3 separate regions of the Ovis aries genome follow, and regions 1 and 3 are each linked to region 2. A link is a contact called in public Hi-C data. All regions are on one chromosome and are shown on one strand. Each heading gives the region's core, a stretch centred on a gene start, on an enhancer-like site or on the middle of the called end of the contact. The rest is flanking DNA. Distances are from core to core; before and after follow the strand shown.

Evidence for each region. Hi-C and Micro-C count contacts between places; a contact is called where the count stands out from the background.
Region 1: a Hi-C map of blood shows a contact between it and region 2, with 4 times the contacts expected there. The contact joins the promoter of LOC101107153 here to the promoter of TIMMDC1 in region 2. A contact is called at or near these places in 6 of 16 Hi-C or Micro-C datasets (blood, muscle, omental adipose tissue and 1 more).
Region 3: a contact with region 2 is called in a Hi-C map of hypothalamus, with 5 times the contacts expected there. The contact joins the promoter of CFAP91 here to the promoter of TIMMDC1 in region 2. A contact is called at or near these places in 11 of 16 Hi-C or Micro-C datasets (blood, hypothalamus, liver and 5 more).

The regions. Positions count from the first base shown.
Region 1 is chr1:185,306,006-185,310,412 of ARS-UI_Ramb_v3.0, forward strand. LOC101107153 (cytochrome c oxidase copper chaperone) reads right to left here and starts at 1,339. Exons shown (of 3, transcript XM_004002949.5): 1 at 1,166-1,339. The coding sequence starts at 1,272.
Region 2 is chr1:185,147,237-185,151,941 of ARS-UI_Ramb_v3.0, forward strand. It overlaps TIMMDC1 (translocase of inner mitochondrial membrane domain containing 1), which reads left to right and starts at 3,313. Exons shown (of 7, transcript XM_004002944.6): 1 at 3,313-3,719. The coding sequence starts at 3,526. It overlaps LOC105607786 (a long non-coding RNA gene), which reads right to left and starts at 3,185. Exons shown (of 2, transcript XR_001433865.4): 1 at 3,107-3,185; 2 at 187-521. POGLUT1 (protein O-glucosyltransferase 1) reads left to right here. Exons shown (of 11, transcript XM_004002943.6): 11 at 1-201.
Region 3 is chr1:185,323,349-185,327,740 of ARS-UI_Ramb_v3.0, forward strand. It overlaps CFAP91 (cilia and flagella associated protein 91), which reads left to right and starts at 1,471. Exons shown (of 17, transcript XM_042231870.2): 1 at 1,471-1,721. The coding sequence starts at 1,707.

The DNA of each region.
Region 1 (4,407 bases), core at 89-2,588, 160 kb after region 2:
CATAGGGGTCAGAGGTAACTGTTGCAGAAGTTATCTTTTAAAAAGGTAGGTTCTCCTTCCTTCTAAATACAACCTATCTTTCACTAGCTTTAATGGCTGACTGCATGGGATAGCAAGCTCCTTATAAAAATAGCTAGCTCACCCTGATCATTTATTAAATACTGAAACTACTGTGCTAGGCACCAAATATGACTTATAGCACAGTAATCCTGAAGGCAGAAACCTTAGGCCCATTTTACAGATATGAGACAGAGATGTTAATTTGCTCAAGGTCACAAAGCTGGTTGGTGAACCAGGACTCAAACTGAAACTGCATCCCAGGCTTTTAATCATGATGTAATACTATCTGAAGGTTCAATAAGCACCTACTGTTTTTAACTGTGGAAGCACAGTATCCCACTGTAGTCTTCAATTCTCCCTTCACAGTATTACTTGCAAAATACTTAAGTGTTAATGTCTTTACTTTCTGTGTGAGGACAAAAAGGGACTGGAGGGAGAGGTGTAACACTCACATTATCTGAAGACTCCTTCAGATATTTGTTCCACAATAGAGGCTGTATACAATAAAAACAAGAATGCGAGTTGATGGTAATCTAGTTGTACTATTCTTAATACTGTAATGTCATTTATATCATAGCCTGGTTGATTTTTAAATCATCTAGCTAGAAGAGGTGGGGGCATAAGGGGGTTTTCTGTAGTGTTAAGAAATGTACCCTGTGTCTTACTATGTCTAAATTTTGGGAGAAATCACCAGAAATTGTACTCTTTGATACTGCCAAACCTCGCACAGCAATCATTAACTTTAATGCTCCATTAACTTTAAGTTCCTTTAAACCAAGCAGCATCTTTACCCATTTCTACGTTTTTGAACCTAAGGCAGTGTTTGACCCGTAACATTTCCACGTTCAGAAACTCTTTGTAGGAAGAAATGAATGGACGAAGCAAACTCGAGTCAATCTGACCTCTTTCCAATCCCTTCATCTGTTTCCCAAGGGTGAGCTAAGAGCTCAGTCTACAGCCAGCCAACTGCGAAGCCTATTGGACTCTATAGCCTTCAAGAGCACCACACGCCTAAGCGAGGACCAACACCAGCCCCAGGCAGGGCAGAAGGCCTGAGCGCTAGACGCGGAGCCTCCGGCCGCCCCCTCCCGGACTGCGCACTAACCACGCATCGCGCGCCTTCTTGGTCTCCGGGCAGGCGCAGCAGGGCTTCAGCGGCTTCTTCTCCTGCGACTCAGATGGGGCAGGGCTTGCGGCCGCCAGACCTGGCATTTTTCGTTCCCAAAAACAGCAACTAGCACAGACAGCCTAAACTCTCCAGACTTGGCAAAGCCGATTTGCGCGCATTCACTTCCGGCAGTCGCTCTGAAAAGAACAGGAAGTCCTGCCTCTCTTCCATAATTGGGGGAAGAGAGGGGAAAGGAGGGTTTTGTTTTGGTTTTTTTTTTTTTTTAAAGGCGCTGTGCAGAAGAGTCAAAATGAAGGTAGTAATGTGAGGACGTCTCTTTGGTCCAGGAGCAGAGAAGTGAGACGAGAGTGCAGCGACCTGGAGGACCCACAAAGGAGGAGATCTAGTCTTTCCCAGTCTATTATTTTCCTCTATTTCTTTGCGTTGTTCACTTAAGAAGGCTTCCTTATCTCGCCTTCCTATTCTCTGGAACTCTGCAGTCCGTTGGGTATACTTTCCTTTTCTCCTTTGCTTCTCACTTCTCTTATTTTCTCAGCTATTTGTAAGGCTTCTTCTGACAACCACGTTGTTGCCTTCTGCCGTTTGTTTTTCTCCGAGAAGATTTTGGTCACTGCCTCCTGTACTGTGTTACCAATCTCCATCCATAGTTCTTCACGTAGTATGTCTATCAGATCTAATCCCTTGAATCTGTCACTTCCACTGTGTAACTGTAAGGGAGTTGATTTAGGTCGTACCTGAATGACCTAGTGGTTTTCTCTACTTTCTTCAATTTAAGCCTGAATTTTGCAATAAGGAGCTGATAATCTGACCCACAGTCAGCTCCAGGCCTTGTTTTTGCTGACTGTATAGAACTTCTCTATCTTCAGCTGAAGAGAATATAATCAATCTGATTTTGGTATTGACCATCTGGTTATGCCCATGTGTGAGTCATCTCCTGTATTGTTGGAAGAGGGTGTATGCTGTGACCAGTGTATTCTCTTGACAAAACTCTGTTAGCCTTTGCGTTGCTTCATTTTGTACTCCAAGGCCACACTTGCCTGTTACTCCAGGTATCTCTTGACTTCCTACTTTTGCATCCCAATCCTCTGTGATGAAAAGGACATCGTTTTTTGGTGTTAGTTCTAGAATGTCTTGTCGGTCTTCATAAAACCGTTCAGGTTTTTTGGCATCAGAGGTTGGGGCATAGACTTGGACTACTGCAATGCTGAATGATTTACCATGGAAATGAACCAAGATCATTCTTTAATTTTTGAGATTGCACCCAAGTACTGCATTTTTGGATTCTTTTGTAGACTATGAAGGCTACTCCATTTCTTCTAAGGAATTCTTATAGAGATCTCTTCAAGAAAATTTGAGATACCAAGGGAACATCTCATGCAAGAATGGGCACAGTGAAGGACAGAAATGGCAAGGACCTGAGAGATGCAGAAGAGATTAAGAAGTGGCAAGAATACACAGAAGAACTATACAAAAAAAAGGTCTTAATGACCCAAATAACCATGATAGTGTGGTCACTCACCTAGAGCCAGACATCCTGGAATGTGAAGTCAAGGAAGCATTACTATGAAAAAAGCTACTGGAGGTGATGGAAGTCCAACTGAGCTATTTCAAATCCTAAAAGGTGATGCCATTAAAGTGCTGCACTCAATATGCCAACAAATTTGGAAAACTTAGCAGTGGCCACAGGACTGGAAAGGGTCAATTTTCATTCCAATCCCAAAGAAGGACAATGCTGAAGAATGTTCAGACTACCACACAATTGCACTTAGTTCACATGCTAGTAAGAAATGGCAACCCACTCCAGTGTTCTTGCCTGGAGAATCCCAGGGACGGGGGAGCCTGGTAGGCTGCCGTCTATGCGGTCGCACAGAGTCGGACACAACTGAAGCGACTTAGCGGCAGCAGCAGCAGCAGCAAGGTAATACTTAAAATTCTTCAAACTAGGCTTCAGCAGTACCTGAACTGAGAACTTCCAGATGTACAAGCTGGATTTAGAAAAGGCAGATGAACCAGAGATCAAATTGCCAACATCTGCTGGATCATAGAAAAAGCAAGGGATTTCCAGAAAAGCATCTATCTGTTTTATTCACTATGCTAAACCCTTTGACTGTGTGGATTACAACAAACTGGAAAATTATGAAAGAGTTGGAAATACCAGACCATGTTACCTGCCTCCTGAAAAACCTGTATACAGTCCAGGAGGCAACAGTTAGAACTAGATATGGAACAACAGGCTGGTTCAAAATTGAGAAAGGAGTTCATTAGGCTCTATATTGTCACCTTGCTTATTTAACTTATATGCAGTGTGCATGGGTGCTAAGTCACTTCACTCATGTCCAACTCTTTGCAACCCTATTAACTGTAGCCTGCCAGCTCCACTGTCCATGGGGACTCTCCAGGCAAGAATATTGGAGTGGGTTCCCATGCCCTCCTCCAGGGGATCGTTCTCATCCAGGGATCAAACCTGCATCTCTTAAGTTTCCTACATTGGCAGGTGGGTTCTTTATCATTAGCGCCACCTGGGAAGTGCCTATATGCAGAGTAGTTGTTCAGTCGCCCAGTCATGTCTGACTCTGTGTGATCCCATGGATTGCAGCATACCAGGCCTCCCTGTCCCTCACCATCTCCCAAAGTTTGCCCAAGTTCATGTCCATTGCGTAGGTGATGCCATCCAGCCATCTCTTCCTCTGATGCCCTCTTCTCCTTCTGTCCTCAATCTTTCCCAGCATCAGGGACTTTTCCAATGAGTCAGCTATTCTCATTGGATGACCGAAATACTGGAGCTTCAGCTTCATCATCAGTCCTTCCAAGGAATATCCAGGGTTGATTTCACTTAAGATTGACTGATTTGATCTCCTTGCTGTCCAAGGGACTTTCAGAAGTCTTCTCCAGCACCACAGATTGAAGGCATCAATTCTTCGGTGTTCTGTCTTCTTTACCGCCCAGCTCTCACAACCATACATGACAGCTGGGAAGACCATAAATAAGCCTTGACTACACAAACCTTTATCGACAGAGACATTACGTCTCTGCTTTTCAATGCACTGTCTAGGTTTGTCATAGCTTTCCTGCCAAGAAGCAATCGCCTCTGATTTCATGAATGCAGCATCCACAGTAATTTTTAGAGCCCAAGAAGAGGAAACCTGTCGCAACTTTCACCCTTTCCCCTCTATTTGCCATGAAGTAATAGGGCCAGACACCATGATTTTAGTTTTTTT
Region 2 (4,705 bases), core at 2,063-4,562:
ATGTTATTCAGATTTTACATGTATTTGTTTACCTCAGTGTAGATGATATGAAGATGGGTGTAATGACATAAATGTATGGTTTTGAAAGTAATTTTTTATCTCCATAACTTTTGAAAGTTGTTGTTTTTTGTTACTACTAGCTGAATTCCAAACTTACCCTTTCCTTCTCAGAGATAAAAGCCACACTTTTCTTCAAGAAAAGAGAATAACTGAGTTTATTTGAGTAAAGTGAGATACTTGGATAACACAAGGAATGATTTTCCTTTATTTGGGGAGTATCATCTGTGTGATGTCAGTGTTCCACCTTATTCTGCTGTTACATCAGGTTTTCTTGGTAGAAGAAAACAGAAACAACCTGTAGCTAAAAGAACTTTTTAGGTGGATATGAGGGCACCTTGGAGTATTTGGAAAGGTAGAAAGCAGAGCAGCTGTAGGTATCTCAGCAAGAATTTGCATAGTCTCTAGAGTGCTGCCGTGCGCAGATCCAGAGACTACAGGCTCTGTCTCTCAGTCCAGAATTCCTAAAAAAAAAAATGTCAGTAGGCTTCTTTGGGTCAGTTCTGAAGAGGATAGTTCCCTACTCTGCACCTGCTGACTGTGAACGAGAGCACACACGGATATGTAAAAACCTATCTTGTGCCACCAAAGATGCCTTCACTTAACTCAATCCCACTGCATCCCAAGGGAGGGTGTGCGTCAAGTGGAAGGGTACAATTACAAATCACTTATTTAATAATTTATCAAATACTTGAGCATTTACTGTGTGCAAACAGTGGGAGATAAAATGTTTACACCAGGCTCCCTAGCATGAAGCAGCTCTCTAGTTGAGATGACCTAGTAGAAACAGTGTGAGAGGCTGCATAGGCAGAAGGTGATAAAGGGGATGCAAGGCCTTAATCACAAGGCCAGTTATTCATAAAGACAATGTGGATTTGAAGTTTAAAGGTAGAAGACATTTCTGTCTGATGCAGATTGGAAACTTCATGGAGGTAGAAATTAAGTTACACTTTGAAGGTTAAATGGTCCCTGGAGTTGTGAGAGTTTATTCTCTTTCCCTGTGGTAACAGTTCATATCATACACAATGTAATTTATGTAGCAAGGGCAGTACCTAGAGAACCTAGGAGGGAAAGGGAACCTGACACCTGGGGGACAATTTATGATGGGGCAAGAGGCTATTGAGTTCTGTAAGCAGAAATCAGCAAGAGGTCTGGGGGTAGAATAGTGGTGGTTCCAGGCAGTGTGGTCACTGCACTGAAATTTTTCTGATGCCTTTACTCTGGTGGCAAAGGTATGTCCTGGGGAGGAGCAAGCTAAATGTGAAACAGAGTGGTCCAAGTGAATTGAATAACATGTTTTGGCTTAATGTTGCTCTGAGGCCCTTCGTAAAAACAGACCACAGAAAAGGGAGAGTATTTCCATAGTGGTAAAGAGAAGGGGGCAAAAGAGGATGAGATGGTTGGATGGCATCACCGACTCTTTGGACATGAGTTTGAGCAAACTCAGGGAGAGAGTGAAGAACTTGGAAGCCTGGCGTGCTACAGTCCGTGGGGTCACAGAGTCAGAGACGACTTAGCAACTGAACAACAGGAAAGGAAGGTAAACCCCAACGGCTTGGAGCAGCAGGAGTAGGAGAGTGACAAGTAGTCTGAGGAGCTGAGGTGGAATAGCAAGTGTGAGCAGGCCTAGGATCTGGAGACTTCTTGAGTGATCCGATGACAAAGGGAACCTTAAGAAAGAGGCTTAGTTACCCAAGTGAGAAGGCAGCTATGGCTTTAGCAAAATTTGCCTGTTAATCTCATTTGTATCCATAAGGTAGTGAGGGAGCATTTAAGTTGTATATAAATGATTTCAGTAATACCTGCCCACACTCCCACCTTCCAATTCAAAGTCCTCCTCATCCCAGAATGATTGTGGAGTCATCTTAAGCATTTAGATTTTCCACATGTAGACTAGACACTGCAGTCATTTCCTTGAGCTTTCGCCTTGGGACTTTATATGGTGTCCACCTCTGCCTGTATGGGTTAGGCAGCAATCTGCAGCCAGAGCCAGGAGTCAAGGGATCTAAAGTCTTGATTCAAAGACTTATTTGAATGTAGGTACTGGAGATACAGAAATGCGCATACATGATCCCCGACCTCAAAGTTAGTCTACTGAGACACACAGTAAATAGGAAATCATGATGCAATGTAGTAAATGCTACGATGGGAACTGAATCTAATCCCGTCTCCCAGACACCAGAGATCTTCCTGGCGCCACGGACAAACTCAGCTAGTCACTGTTATCAGTCAGTTCCCAGCGCCCTATCTATAGAATTCCAGCTGTCAAATTCCAGAAATCTATTTACCTTATCTCACTAAAGAGTGTAACAGCTTAGACTTAAACCTAGAAAGGAATAAGGATGAGATTGGCAAGGAGAATACGTATGTCTGGTTGCTGGCAGAGCTTAAATGAAATAAACCAGTTTGAGAATATTGTAAATGCGTAATTTTTAATAAAACTATAAAGTATATGTTAATGAAAGCTGTAGTGGCGGGATATTATTGCTATTATAACTATTAAGTCAACACCTGGTAGAAATTCCAGAAAGTGCCCTGCCTTTTGAGAAACAGTAGGCATATAAACTAAGGGGAGTAAAACCTATCTTGTGGAGCCCAGAGTGGATTTCTTTTAAAAGTGTTCTGGAGATCTCCGGGCACCCCGCACCATACTCCTCTTCGATGCCTCGGTCTTTTCTGAAAACCAGAATGAACCCCGTCCAGTAGTCTGTGACAGAGTAGGTTAGGATGCATTTGCCCAAACTGCCTTCCCCTTTCCGTACTCCACTGTAATGAACACCGCACTTTTTCTTCTTCACGGCATTTCTGCTGTTATAAATGGCTTCCCTGATAGATCAGTTGGTTAAGAATCCGCCTGCAAGGCAGGAGACCTTGGTTCGAGCCCTGGGTCGGGAAGATCCCCTGGGAAAGGGAAAGGCTACCCACTCCAGTATTCTGGCCTGGAAAACTCCATGAACTCTATAGTCCATCGGGTCGCAAAGAGTCGGATACGACTGAGCCACTTTCACTTCAGCGTAAGACCACATCTTCCCGCCTGGAATCTACCTACCACCCTGCTTTCCAGTCGCAGAAGAGTCAGGAGGACGGCACCAGAAGTCAGACTGCGCCGAGCGCGGCTCCTTGTCACTACCTCACTTCCGGCGGGCTGGCCTGGCACTGTCCCGCCCCCAGCAGGAAGTGTGTTCGGCTCCGGTTCCGGCTTTGCCCGGTCCCGCAGCCTTTGCCCTCATTGGGGAGGGACTTCCTGTCTCGTGTGTCATTGTGCCTCCAAAGTTAGGCTTGGCACCGAGGGCCTGTGTGTCAAGCGGTGTGTCGGCGGGTATGGCCGCAAATTAACACGGGTCTAGTGTAAAGATACTCTCCCATTCCTTCTTGCAGTTACCCTCGCTCATCCCCCACCGCACCTCCGAAAGGCCTTGGCCTCCTAAGCGCCCAAGCGAGTGTCTGTCGACAGGTTCGGAGAGGGTCATGGAAGCGCGGCCGCCGGCCCCACGGAGCTTCCTCTGCAGGACGCTGAGTCCTTTCCCTCGGGTGTTTGCTGCCGAAGCCGTGGCCGCCGATCCCAAGGCTCTTGTAGAGGACCAGGAACTGTCTTCCTTCGTCTCAGAACCCCAATACCCGGAATCCGGATGGGACCGCCTCCGGGAGCTGTTTGTCAAAGAGTAAAAGTGCCTACGGTCTGTGGGGAGGGGCTACGAAGGAGGTGACCTGCAGCCTGGGTCATCTGGGGCGAAGGACCCCAGGGTGGTGTGATTTGTTTTTGCGGGATTTGGAGTTTAATATAATGTACTCCAAGCATGTATCCTAACATTGCTATTCGGTAGTTCTATTGATTGACAGGCCGGTTTTCAGATGGAGAGGGTGAGACTAACTGGAAATAGGGACTTTTAGGAGTGTTTAGGGAGTCTAACATAGTCTTTAATATAATCCCCTGACTTTACAAATTAGAAGAATTAGAGTAAGCTATTTAGTGACCCTACAACCAACATCTGGAGGACTCCAGTATTCTTTTTCGTGTATCACTTGATCCCAGATTCTGATGCTTCTTGAACAGTAGCCCTGCTCCCCACCACAAAAATGGAGGTTGGAGAGAGAACACAGTTGTTAAAATTTTTACTCTGCCAAATAAGGAATGTATAAAAAAAAATAGTAGCAACTGTTGTTGCAAAGATATTAGCTGGATTCACAAGTAAATTGGTGTCAGAATAAATGATAAATAACCCTTTAAATTGAATTAACTTTAATGGAAAACTCAGGATAATTAAACCATTTTTATTCCTCACTTACCGGTGAAAAGTTTTCCCTTTTTATGAAGTACTTTACCATATACTGATAGACAGGGAGGCCTGGCATGCTGCAATTCATGGGGTGGCAAAGAGTTGGACACGACTGAGCGACTGAACTGAACTTACCATATACTACACTGTAGTATCAACTGGTTAAATTAACATTGAAGCTTTATTATGTTGCTGAAATATAGCAGGGGAGCCAGTGGAATTGTATTTAATTACTTTCTTTAGAATTCATCATCTTATTTTAAAGATAATAAGGCCGCCCTTCCATTGGTCATTCCAAATTTATTTGAGATACTTGTGAACGATCCTATGTAGTACACAACAGAAAAGGTTTATTTTTGTTGATTTATTTA
Region 3 (4,392 bases), core at 221-2,720, 170 kb after region 2:
TGAGTGAACTCCGGGAGTTGGTGATGGACAGGGAGGCCTGGTGTGCTGTGGTTCATGGGGCCATAAAGAGTCGGACATGACTGAGGACTGAACTGAACTAGGTACTTCAGAGATACAAAATGACCATGTGAAGGCCTGTGCCCTCAATGAGCTCACAGTTGCGGGGAGCAAAGTTACAATTACTAATACAAAGTGGTCAATGCCACTGGTGCTACATAACAGCACTGGAATAAAGAAGTCTGGGTCTACTTGCAGAACTTGGGAGGCTACATAAAGGTGGCAAAATTAGCATTAAGTCTTGAAGGATACCTAAATTAATTGAGGGGCATAAGTACGAAAAGGCATTTTAGGCAAAGCAATCAGTTTGAGCAAAGGCTTGGAACTGGCGAAATACATGGCTGATTGGCAAAAAAACCCAAGAAGTTCACGAGTAGAGTAAAATAAAACCAAGAATATGTGTGAAAAGAAGAATAGAAGGCAGGAGGCTTGTTGAAGTGCCGATGGATTACATGAAAAAGACAAAGAAGCTAACTAACGTGTGTCACTAGCCAAATGGGATAATTCAAACATCACAAAGTATAATGATCATAACGGACGAAAAGAATCTGATATGTAAAATGCACTCATTCCTAGTGATACTAAGCAAACAATATCTTTTTGGTTAACACTGGTGGTTACTAGGGCACCACCAATTTCTCTTAAATTTGATAACTAAAGTGTAAAAATCCGTATCAGTTTGAAATGCAGAATCTGCCTGCAATGCAGGAGACCTAGGTTCCATTTCTGGGTGGAGAAGATCCCTCGGAGAAGGGAATGGCAACCCACTCCAGTATTTCTGCCTGGAAAATCCCATGGAGAGATGAGCCTGGAGGGTCACAGGCCATGGGATCGCAAAGAGTTGAACACGGCTGATAATCAGGACCAGAGCTCATAGTGTGCCAAAGGCTGACGCTCAGATTCTTTAGTTCGAACAAGCCCTGCGGAAAGGGGATGTCCGAAATGAAAAGTCCCCAACTATTCTAGAAGGCTCTAAGATTTCCCAGGGATTCCCGAAAGAGGCTACGGAGTGTGATTGGTAAATGGCTGCAAGGATTTCAGCAGCAACCTTCTCCCCAATCTGCGGCCTCCTGGCGTTGACCGTGGGTGGGCCGCTAAATGCTCGTAACTTTATCACCGGAGTGCAACTGGGAAGTGAGGCAGTCCCTCTCCCACCCCGCCCTTCTCTCCCCCTCCTCGCCTTTCTCTCCACCGAGCCCTCCGTCCTTCTCTACCCTCGCCCCGCCCTTCTCTCCTTCCCCTCCCCTCCCTAGGCCAGCCCCTCCTTTTCTCCTTTCTCCCCTCCTCTTCCCCCACCCCTCACGCTCCACCCCTCTGCGCACGTCCCCGTCCTTCCGCTTCTGCTCCTCGCCCCGCCCCTTCCTGTCGTCACTCGACCCCGCCTCTCTGACGCTAGTCCCGCCCCTCTCCTCTGGACTAGCTGCCTATCTTCGCCTGGCGTTTGCTCTCTGGTCCCTGCGGAGGTTACCATAGCTACGGTGCACGCAGCAGCTAGGTTTCCCTAGTTGAACCTGGCTGGCGGCAGGGAAGAGCCGGCACCATGAGTCACGTAGTGACTATCGAAGAACCCCAGGCCAAGTCGCAGGTGTCTCAAACCCGGTTCAGAGGGAAATCAGGGGCCTGGGGCAAAGTCTCTGCCAGTCGAACGTATGATTTCTTATACGGTAAGGGCGGCTCCAAACCTCCCTCCTGAGTTGTCGACACCTGGGCCAGGTGGGCGTCGAGACTGTCGGACCTGGCCGGGAACGCGGCGGACGAAAGACAAACCTCAGGAGGGATCTCTAGCCCGGGTTGTCTTTTGTTGTTTAGGGGCAGCTCCACGCCCTGCAGGAGGTGGCTCTTGGGCTGGCTGGGGGGAGGAGGCGGTCTCGGAAGCCGCAGGTGCGCTCTGCATCTCAGAGTAGCGAGCAGGAACACCTCATTCTTCTTTACCCTGACAATTTGCACAGCCCTAAGCAATTGTCCTGAATGCCGTTCCTGGCGTTCTGACTTGGAGATTCACACGACACTCCGTCATTCAAACTGCATAAAATGCCCAATTCTCTGGGCAACTTCAAACCTGTCATTCTGGGTAGGTAAAGGAGGGCCAGGTTGTCTCATCTTTGTTTTTAGGTTTCTCTTTTTATTTGAGCTTGTTCTTATCCGTCAAAGTATTGCTTGTAAACTAGGTCCACTAGGTCTTTTGGGCCAGTAAAGCCCCAGTTTATTTAATGCCCTGATTGTTCATTTATATTCTGTCTCTTCTACTGGACCATAAATTCCTGAGTTAAGTTCTTGTTCTCTCCATTTTTGTAGCTTTCTCAGCACCTTTTCCAGTGCTGGTACATGTGTTGGGTGCTATATAATTTGTTATGAATCATTTATTTAATTTACTACTACAATAAGTATAATCAGTAAAGCATGATTTCCCTCCCCCGCTCCCCGTTTTGCCCTCTTTGCCCTTCTTTTAACGGTGTGGTATCTCCTCTGAGAATCCCAGGGTTTCCTTTGGATGGGAGTCTTTAGGGTAGCCGTTCCCTGCTGTTGGGAATATGTAATGATTGCTTACATTTGTGTATGCTTCACAGTTCATAGCATTCTTTTCTAAATCTTACCTCATTTATATACTGTTTCACATTTGACTGAATGTTACATGAATACTTTGTATCTCTAAAGTGCCTCACTTGAAGTGCCTACAGTACTCTGTCGCTTCCCTGAATCTACATTTGTTGATGGATTAATAGCTACACTATTGCACTGCTAATTATAAAGTCTTTTAAATATGATATATTTTCCTAGCATCCAAAAATATCGTTTTTAAAAATATTTATTTATTGGTTGTGCTGGGTCTTCATTGCTGCGAGGGGGCCTTCTCTAGTTGCAGTGTGAGGGCTTCTCATTGCAGTGGTTTCTCTTGTTGCGAAGCACAGGCTCTAGGGACAGGGCCTTCAGTAGCTGTGGGCTGTGGGCTTAGTAGTTGTGGTGCACGGGCTTATTGTCCCATGGCATGTGGGATCTTCCTGGACCAGGAATCGAACCCATGTCCCCTGCATTGCCCGGCACATTCTTCACCACTGAGCTACCATGGAAGCCCCCAAAATATCTTAAATACTTCTTGGGTTTATCATTTATCATGAGCTCTTTTCCTCCTTTCTTTTCTTTCTCTATAGAATAAACAACAAGGACCTACTGTATTTATGTTAATTCCAAAGTCCTAATTTATTTCTCCCCTCCCCTCCTCTGCTATCCCCTTTGATAACCATAAATTTGTTTTCTATTTCCATGAGTTTCTCTGTTTTGTAAATAAGTTTATTTGCATTTTTAAAAAATTCTACACATAAGTGATACAATATTTGTCTTTGATTTACTTCACTTAATAGGATAATCTCTAGGTCCATCCATGTTGCTGCAAATGGCATTATTTCATTCTTTTTTATGGCTAGTAATAGTCCATTGTGTGCTTGTATACATATGCATATATATATGTTATTTATTTTATACATTTTCTTTATCCATTCATCTGTTGATAGACATTTAGGTTGCTTCCAGGGCTTGGCCTTTGTAAATATGAGTTGCTGTGAACATTGGGGTGCATGTATCTTTTCAAATTAGAGTTTTCTCTGGATATATGCCCATGAGTGGGATTGCAAGATTATATGGTAACTCTGTTTTTAGTTGTTGTTTTTTTTTTAATGAAACCTCCATGATCTTCTCCACAGTGGTTGCACCAACTTTCATTCCCACTAACAGCGCAGGAGAGTTTCTTTTTCTTCACTCTCTCTCCAGCATTTATTTGTAGGCTTGTTAATAATGGCCATTCTGATGTGAGATGATACCTCACTGTAGTTTTGGTTTGCATTTCTCTAATAATTAGTGATATTGAACATCTTTTCATGTGCCTGTGGGTCATCTGTATGTCTTCTTGGAGAAATGTTTAGGTCTTCTGGCTATTTTTTTAATTGGGTTGTTTGTTTTTTTGATGTTAAGCTATATGAGCTGTTGGTATATTTTGGAAACTAATCATTGTTGTAGCATCATTTAGAAATATTTTCTCCCACTTTGTAGGCTGTCATTTTGTTTATGTTTTCCTTTGTTGCGCTAAAGCTTTTAGACTTAATTATATACTGTTTATTTCTGTTCCAGAAACATCTTGCTGCAGTGTATGTCAGAGTCTTCTGCCCATATTTTCCTCTAGAAGTTTTATCCAGACTTATATTTAAGTCTTTAATCAATTTGAGTTTATTTTTGTATATGGTATTGGAAAATGTTCTAATTTCATTCTTTTACATGTAGCTGTCCAATTTTTCTCAGAACCATTTAGTGAAAAGGCTGTCTTTTCTCCACTGTGTATTCTTA